2 separate regions of the Ovis aries genome follow, and region 1 is linked to region 2. A link is a contact called in public Hi-C data. All regions are on one chromosome and are shown on one strand. The core of a region is the stretch at or near the end of the contact, and the rest is flanking DNA. Distances in the headings are between cores, read along the strand shown.

The links. A called contact is a pair of places that touch in the nucleus more often than the background predicts.
Region 1: a contact with region 2 is called in a Hi-C map of liver, with 3 times the contacts expected there. The contact joins the promoter of LOC105611838 here to the promoter of SMC4 in region 2. A contact is called at or near these places in 4 of 16 Hi-C or Micro-C datasets (blood, liver and muscle).

Annotation. Positions count from the first base shown.
Region 1 is chr1:228,059,849-228,064,513 of ARS-UI_Ramb_v3.0, reverse strand. LOC105611838 reads right to left here and starts at 2,506. Exons shown (of 18, transcript XM_027963882.1): 1 at 2,468-2,506; 2 at 260-633. The coding sequence starts at 2,506.
Region 2 is chr1:227,753,027-227,757,724 of ARS-UI_Ramb_v3.0, reverse strand. SMC4 (structural maintenance of chromosomes 4) reads left to right here and starts at 1,523. Exons shown (of 24, transcript XM_042234980.1): 1 at 1,523-1,618; 2 at 2,563-2,862; 3 at 3,669-3,847; 4 at 4,306-4,497. The coding sequence starts at 2,724. IFT80 (intraflagellar transport 80) reads right to left here and starts at 1,103. Exons shown (of 19, transcript XM_060405280.1): 1 at 1,013-1,103.

The sequences.
Region 1 (4,665 bases), core at 1,257-3,756, 310 kb before region 2:
CACGCTCCATACCCGCGCCAGGCAGGCGCCGCCACCGAAGGGTGCTTTGTTTGTGCAGCTCGAGCGGGGATGCTGGGGCGGGAGTGGAGCCCCCGCCCCGTCCGGAAAACGGGAAAAGCAGAGCCCGCGGTAGAGGGTGCTGAAGACCGCAAAGCCCCTTCTCCACGCGGCGATGTCGGGGCCAGCCGCACCCCACCCCCGCTCTGCCCGTCCTCCTTCCCAAACCCCGACCCCCACCCAGCCCCGCGGCTGCGCTCACCTGCTCTCCGCGACCCCTGAGTCTTGGCTCATCGTCGTTAGGCGTCTGGGAGGGGGCGCCAGGCGCGCCCGGGGCTCGGCGCTCGAGTAGCGCCCGGGTGCCTGCAGGAGGGGTTCGCGTGCCGTGCGCTGCCCTGCGCACCCGGAGGCGGCGGACGCTGCCGGGGGAGGGACGAGGGCGAGCGAGAGCCACCGGGGGAGGGGACTGGGCGGGAGGGGGCGCCGGGCGCGCTGCTGCAGCCGCAGCCGGAGGCCGCCCGGGCTCCCGAACGGAAACGCACTCTCGCCGGCTGCCCCGCGCGTGCACGCCGGCGGGCACACTCTCACACGTGCGCACACCGGCCGCTCGGTGGCTTGCTTACCTCCCTGCGGGAGCTAGGTTTGGTGACACTAATGCCGGGGCTTCTGTGAAAGAGCAGGGCCAGCGCCATTCTGCGGGGAGCTCATATCACCCTGATTGGGGGGTTTTCACGAGACGACCCGCCTCCCTCGAGGAATTCCCAGATTCTTTTCCTAGGGTCTGAAAGCCCATCGAAATTTATTTTCAGATTTTATATCTAAATCCAAGTGTCTAGAATGGGACCGCAGCTTTCATATGGTTAAACAGCTTTATAACCCCGGCCCCTCCACCCTAAACTATAAGGATGGATGGGCTAAACCAATGATTTCCCAACTTTGCTGCACATTTGATTACCCAGGGAGTTTTTAAAATCTCCAAGTTTTTAAAATGCTCAGAGTGGTATCCCAGATGAATTAGATTAGTGCACTAGGATCCAGTCACTCATATTTGTTAAAGATCCAGATGATTCCAATATTCAGAAAAGTATAGGAACCACTGCTTAGACTGCCAGTAGTCCTTGTGGTACCCTGTCTTCTTTTACCCCATTTCTCAGCGTGATCCTTTGCTTGTCTATTTTCCACGTAGTGGTGGCTGTCACAGCATCAAGCCCAGGTCTGACTCACAGTAAGTGCAGAGTACACCTCTACTGCAGGAAGGAAGCTAAGGCAGAGTCCAGGATGCGCCCTCCACCTTGCAGCCCCATCTTTTCTCTTTCTGAAATTCTCCACAGACTGAAATACCCTTGACCTCATGGAAATGGCTTCATGTCATGCCTGAAGCCGGAGAAGGCAATGGCACCCTCCAGCACTCTTGCTGGAAAATCCTGTGGATGGAGGAGCCTGGTAGGCTGCAGTCCATGGGGTCGCTACAAGTTGGGCACGACTGAGCGACTTCACTTTCACTTTTCACTTTCACGCATTGGAGAAGGACATGGCAACCCACTCCAGTGTTCTTGCCTGGAGAATCCCAGGGACGGGGGAGCCTGGTGGGCTGCCGTCTATGGGGTCGCACAGAGGCGGACATGACTGAAGTGACTTAGCAGCCGCAGCAGCAGCAGCAGCAGCAGCATGCCTGAAGCTGGGGAAGAAAAGGAGTCATTGCTTTTGAAGGGACATCTGTCTTTTAGTTTCCTGCAAAATGTCTGCACCTCAGAACACCCCTGTCTGTCTCACTGTGACTCAGAGGTCCAGTGCTGACAGTGTGGGAGAGCACAATAAAGTCATGGCTCAGGGCCTGGAACACCAGCTGAGTCCAGCACTATGACTAGATGGTTTATACCTGGGAAAGAGACGGCCTTGGTACCATCACTGGGCCTTGGTGTTCTTCTGTTTGACATAAACATGAACAAGTTCTCAGAACATCAGCATCAGACAAGGCCCCTCTGTGACCACGATGTACGAAGACAAGAGCAAGACTCCTTAATCATGTCTAAACACAGACAAAATATGAACGTCGTCCAAGCCACAGTGGACACACAGCCATTCTGGCCAGTTAGGGCCTCTTTGCCAATTATAGCCTTAGTTTCCCTCTGGTCTGCCCTTCTAAGAATCAGATTTACAAAGATATACATTTGTAGAATGAACTCTGGTGTCCTGAGCCCCCCTGCAATCAGCTAACAAAAAAATCCTTTAATAATATTTTCTAATACCTTCTCACTAACACACCTCCAGGGTTTCCCATGGTATGCATTTCCCTCAGTGCAATGAGTAATAAATTCAACTCTTAAAACGATAGGAAATATTCCTAGTGTTCTTTGGCAAGGGAGCATTAAAAAATATCTCAGTCATCACAATAACAGCACAAAGTAACTATTACACCCTCTTCACATATAAACTAACTGGGGTTCAAACAGATTCTATAACAACTCACACAGGGCTGCCTGGCTGTCAAGGGAGTGGCAGGCTTCATGTTCACATGGGTTTGAGGGGAGCCAGGCTGGTATGCTACCTTCTCCCAGTAACTCAGTTCCAGCCCCAGCTCAGCCCTTTTCTAGCTATGGGCATTTGAGCAAGTCATTTAACTCTCTTGAGTTTACCTTCCTTTCAAAAGAAAAAAAAAAGTAGACCTAGAAACAGGTAATTTTTATTTAGATATACACCATCTTATTAGTTTCAGATGTACAATATAATGATTTGGTAGGTGTATATATGTGAAATGCTCACCATAATAAGTCTAGTTCATACCCATCACCACACCTGGTTACAAAAATTTTGTTCTTATGCCAAGAACTTTTAAGATATAATCTCTAAGCAACTTTCAATTATATAATACAGTGTTATTAACTATAAGGATGTGTATACTACTGGTATATTTTTCATAAACTCCCCAGGTGGCCCAACACAGCACCTGTTGGCAGACCCTGGTTTTGGAAGTTACCTTGCATCTGGCAGATCTGAAGTCCCCTTTTCCAAATGTTACTATGTCACTTGACTCTTCTCACCTTCCAGAAGTTTTTTGGCTTCCAGGAGGCTGATATAATATGATAAGCAAATGAACTAAAGCCTGAAAAAAACATGTGAGTGAACTTGTATTGGATCCTTCAGCCTCACCTGAGTCTTTGGACCACCACAGCCCTGGTGGACAGCTTGCCTACAATCTCATGACAGACCTTGAGCCACAACCACCCAGCTAAGCCATTTACAGATTCCTGACCCACACAAACTCTGAAATAATAAATATTTGTTGTTTTAAGCTGTTATATTTGGGGGGTAATTTGTTATGCAGCAAAAAAATAATACAAAGGAAATACGATCCCATAGTCAGTACAGTAGAATGCACTTTAAGGTACATTTAACCATATTCACTCTGCAAAAGCAGGAGAGAAAACAGTTTACAGTGTCAACAATTCTGCCTGTTACTCCAGTGAAATGAGAGGAGGAGTTGAGAGAGGTGGGGCTGGTTTTATCTGTCAGTCTCTGATTCACTCCTGGGTATCTCTCACAGAGATGAAAGTCTTGATACTGGCTATGTTGCCTGTATTTTTTAATATCCATGTTTGGCACAAAGTGAAAAGAATGATTCACTAACTTAGATTCTATATATAACATAATCAAAATGACACTTGAAACCCCTTAACTCATCAGGACCTGAGCTCAGAACATCCCCAAATCAAAAATAGCACTGACTTTAGATCAGTGTAAGAGGGGACCCAAACCCAGGACCCTGGCTTCAGAGGACCCTTCCACAGCTGTCATCCAATTACACTTGCCATGGGCTAAGGAGTCCATGAGGCCCAAGGGATGTGCCCTTCCATAGCTTTTGTCCTGTCTCCACTTCTAAACCAAGCTCAGGGGAAGAGAGATCCCACATTCCTCTCCAAATGCCCTAAGTTCTCTTCCAGGGCCCACAATAGGCCTTTCCCCAGTCCAACCTTCACCAGCTCCAACTCTCCAAGGCTGGGACATAGCAGGGCCAGGGGAGACCAGATGTAGCTGTTTAAAGGGATGCAGATGGAGATTGTCTGTGCAAGCCTAGTGGTCCACACATGCACAGAGCCCCTTGCCACACAGGCCAGCAGCAGAAAACCAAGAACAAGACCCACGGACCACAAGTTGGCTCTCCAAATGCTGCCTCTTGCTGGTGTCCGGCTCTGACAGTTCTCGCTTGACCTGTCCCTCCTGTCAGTTATTCATTTGGCAGGAATATTTGTCAAAGCAGGAAGACACAATATATTTCATGTAACAGCGTGTTTGCTTGACTTATAACTTACATGTTTAGACATACTACACGTGGATGTCCATTTGTACTCTAGCCCAGGGCCCCACAAATGACTGGGATGACCTGACCCAGAACTAACTTCTTCCTCTTTGTTTTGTTTCACTTTTTTAGTTTTGGCCTCTTTTTGCCTGAGAGAGTGGAATCTAAGGCATTATTTGAGTGGGGAGGAGGGCAATGAGATAATTCTCCTTCTGCTTCTATTTAAGTATATTGGTGTGGGACTTCCCTGTGGTCCAGTGGTTAAGACTCTGTGCTTCCACCACAAGGGGCACAGGTTTGATCCCTGGTGGGGGAACTAATATCCTGCATGCTGCTCATGACACAGCCAAATAAAGAAAAATAAAAGTATG
Region 2 (4,698 bases), core at 274-2,773:
ACAATACTGAGTCAGTGTTTATTCAAATCACCTTAGTCTCTCAACCTCACTGAATTCTTACACTTAAGGGGAGTGTCTTCCACACCTTCAACTCTTGAGAATCACTGAACCTTAACATGATGCTCCTCAGGGCAAGAATCATACTTTCTTACTTAGAATGACAATGTAAATTCACTCAATAAAGATTTATTGGGGCCTCAGCATGCCAAGTCCTAAGTATGCAAAAGTTAAAAGGGGAAATAAAAGAGGCTCCCAGTTATCAGTCAAGTACTTAAGAGTCTCTGAATAAATATTTGTTGGACTTATTCAGATCAATTAACGGTTAACAGTGCGATGGGATAGGACCAAGTTTAATAATCTGATCAAAGTTCTGGAAAAACTAACTCCCCAGAAAAATTCACAAGCACACAGAATTTTGTACTCAATTCCGGGGGCAGGCGGGGGCTAGAGTAGTGGAGAAGTGGTATGAACTCTGAACCCCAATCACCTACTACCAGATCCACAAACTCCTAGTTAAAAACCCATTAACAAAACTAAATTATCTGGGAGCAGGAATACTTGCTCCATAATCCTGATTATGCCCGAGAGTGCAGTGTATACAGAAGCTACTTAAGAAATATCTGCAGATCAATAATTTCCCCATAACCAGACGACACCAGCAAATCGTTTCTTCCATTAGAGTCTTTCAGTCGAATGATTTTAAAAACTCAAAACCCCTTTTCACTAGTGACATTAATGACCTAACACCAATAACTCGAAATCATTATTTGCTATTCACTACACGATCATTCACCAATCCAGATCTTCTCTCCTCCGTGTTGCTCCTCTGCTCCCTCCAAATTCAGGGCTTCCTCCTTCGCATCCCAAAAGCTAAGTCCAGAGCGCCCAGTGAGACGGGCAATAACCGATGCTCCACGCCACACACACAATCAAAGTAGGGAAGGTGAATCCAGTAAAGGCCACAACTTCCAAATCCTTTCCTCAACTCTCGCTTGGAAGTAAACAGATTTACCTTAAGTTCCAGGAAAACGGGGTCGATCTTTCTCACAGAACTGAGACCAGTTACCAAGAAGCAGGACAGCCCTGTCACCATAGCGACTTCTAAGAGCTAAGCTCACTCCCTCTTCGCGCGATACTTCCCCTCAGCGCGTCACCCGAGCGGGCCTGAGGCCCCGCCCCTCAGTGGGCCCGCCCTCTTCTAAAGGGACGTTATTGGACGACTGGTCCTTGACTTAAACTGAAGGGTGAATTCCACTTTATCTTTCTCAAGATTCGCAAGGTTTTTTTTTTAAAAAAAATTTATAAGAGTGCTATTGCCGTAGGGCCACGGAAAACATTGTTTCGCTTTTTTTCACTTAGTAGAAAACGTTCCCTGCAGCTTGGGTCCCGCCAGGAGTTCGCGCATGCGCGTAAGGTATCAGAAGATGGCGATAATCGCCGCATTTTTTTCAAATTAGTGGTTCCCAGAAAGCATTGCGCGCGTTTGTAACGAATTTCCGTTCGAGTTTGTATTTTAGGCGCCATTTTCGAGTGAAGGACCCGGAGCCGAAACACCGGTAGGAACCGGGGGGGCCTATACAACCGTTTCCAGCCTTGGTCTGAGTGGACTATCCCGCAGGTAAAGTACTTCTTTTCCTGATCGGTTGTCACACTCTCACTTCCTGCCCCGTCCGCAGGCGCCTGGAAAGAGGCCTTGAGCTGGAGCAGCCGAAGTCTAGGCTGAGGCTGCCGCGGGGAGATTTCGCTCGCTGTCACCCCTCCCCCCTCAGTCGCTCCCCGGCGGTCGAAGCTCCCGCGCGCTTCTCCCGGGCGCCACTTCTCTGAGCTACTGAAGCGTCGATTGTGGCACTGGGGCTGGGGCCCTCTCAGCCCTCGCGGACCTTTTCTCAGAAATCTTGGTCGGCTACGGCGTCGCCCCCTGTCCCGGCCCTCTGCCCGTTTCTCTTCTCCCGAGGGACTGATCACTAGGTCTGAGCCCTTACTGGTGGCCTTTCGTAGTTTATTGTCCAGCGGGATTCGCCGCGGACCTCAGGGACAAACCCCTGCCACCCCAAGGTGATGGAAGCGGAGTTGGAGCTGCCGGCTTCCGATTTGATAGTCGCGAGCGGTCGGCCGCAGCCGCCGGGCCCCGGCCGCCGTGTAAACGGAGACCTCAAAGCCCCCCGGCCGTCAGCCGCGCCAAGGGCTAAATGGCGGGGAGAGGAAGGTGGGCGGCGAACCGCCACTTGGTTCCCGACTGCTCTGCGAAGAGTTGAGAACCCCTCAAACCTAAAGCTAGTACGGACTCAGAGACAAGAATCTGCGCTCTGATCCCCAGCCCCGAGAGCGTGGGAATGTCCGTAAATGTCGGCGTGCGGGATGTAACTTCGTTTAGAAATGACGTTACGGTATTCTTACACATTTACACTGTGGGTAGAGGAGGGGGACATTAAAAAAATAAAAAGATCCTGAGCAGTTGCTCTCTTTGCTCGCTCCGCAAGCACGTCTAGGAACTTGCTTAGAACTTGAGAGGGCGAATCCCGCCTTCCTAGCACTTGAGTTTTTTGTGCCTTCTTTCCCGAGGACTCGCTGGCATTGCGCGGGGTTTTTAAACGGAGCCCTAGAAAACGGGTGGATGAAGTTTTCCCTGAGTGGGACGGGTGGCGGGCCGACAGGGAACTTGACGGCACGGCCGCCGGCCCGCGGGCTGACTTGCACCCGGCTTTCCCTCGGCTCCAGCGACCATGCCCCGTAAAGGCACCCAGCCCTCCACTGCCCATCGCAGAGAGGAAGGGCCGCCGCGGTCCCCGGACAGCACCTGCAGCGACACGGAGCCCGATCCGCCGCCCGGCCGCGCGAGGAGCCAGGCGCTGGCCACCGCAGGTGAGTAGCCCTTCGCGACGCCGAGGGCAAGCGCGTGGACGGTTGGTATTCCAGGGCGCGGACGAGAAGGGCTGCGGGGTTGACATCCGAAGGTCAAGAAGGCGATTTTCACAGATTCGACAGTGAAATTTCGGTTAACGGTGCTGGAGGAATGGGGGCTAGTAAATAGCTAAAATTCTGAACTTCTGTTCCTTGTCTTATATTTCCGCGGAAATCGACACGGTCAGCCAGAGTGGACTTTTTTCAGTGTCAGCGTGACTATTTGTTAATATGATAAAAAGTTGCTTGATCGTACAACTTCACCTCGGTGATCTTAAATTGCAAAGAGAAGGTAATTTGCGCCTACGCCCGCACGCGCCGTAGGTTTTGTTGAGTCCAGGAATTGAGTGACACGAAACCCCTGTAACTGTCACGGGAGCTCGCCAGTGTCCAAAGTTAGGGTTTCAGATGCTTAACAGATACTGAAAGTTGGATCTAGAGCCGTAGGATTTGACCACCTGTTCAGGCAGGGACTCAAGTGATTGTGGATTTTCCAGATTTGCGTTACGATGTAGTGTATTGACTCCTAAAAGGTATATTTCTATAGAATTTTGTGACTGATGGCATCTCCTTCAAAATTTTCCTTTGTCATAAGACAAAGCCTAAAGACTGTCATCCTTTGTGAATGTATGATAATACTGTATTTGAGTGAAAAATAGAGATTCCTAGGTTTCATAAATGACGTCTTCATAGATTAGCAGGCTACAAATTGCACTGATGCAGGCTTCCTCTCTCCCCCTTTTTTTCCTTTCCTTTGACTGACTTAGAAACTCCAAGTGAGGAAATTGATAGTAGAAGTTTAGAAGAGATTTTGAATAGCATCCCTCCTCCCCCACCTCCTGCAATGACCAATGAACCTGGAGCTCCTCGTCTTATGATTACTCATATTGTAAACCAGAACTTCAAATCTTACGCTGGGGAAAAAATTCTGGGACCTTTCCATAAGGTATTTGACAATTTTTAAATAGCTGTTGTAAGGTAATGCATCTTTATTACAAACTGTTTCAGTTTTGTAGTTATTGTATATTCTGATTGATACATACATGGTGTGGTTTCTATGGTTTTAACTACTAAAATTAGCTTTTGTTTATCTGATTGTCTTTTGGTACCTTTCTTTATAAAGTTTTCCTCACTGAATAGAATTTGTGGGTTTTATGTTTGAAAAGAATATTTTCTTTTTAACTGTAAGAATGAATTTTGTAAAAAGTCTGAGTCAAAATTAGAATATGATCTCATTTAAAGTATTGAAACTTGTAACATACAAGACATGATCCGTGAAAACTATCTTCTAGCAGCAAAAGCTTTTTGAATACTTGTAGTTTTGCTGCAAGTTAAATTATTTTAAATTAAAATCAGTAGTATAACCTTTTTAACTTTTTTTTTTTTCCTGTTCTTTTTATGCAGCGATTTTCCTGTATTATTGGGCCAAATGGCAGTGGCAAATCCAATGTTATTGATTCTATGCTTTTTGTGTTTGGCTATCGAGCACAGAAAATAAGATCTAAAAAACTCTCAGTTCTAATACACAATTCTGATGAACATAAGGATATTCAGAGTTGCACTGTAGCTGTTCATTTCCAAAAGATAATTGATAAGGTAAGGGATTTTGTTTAGTTATTTGCATCTTCAAGTAAGGAAGACAGGATTTCAGTACATTACACATTTTATTAATTTGGGCTTAAATTAGCTTGTAAAAATTAGTATATGGTTAAAGCAGAACCAGTATTGATTTCATTGCCTCCATGATCGTATTTTCTTTTTGAGGTGTGATGGTGGCTGTTAAAATATTAATATTTT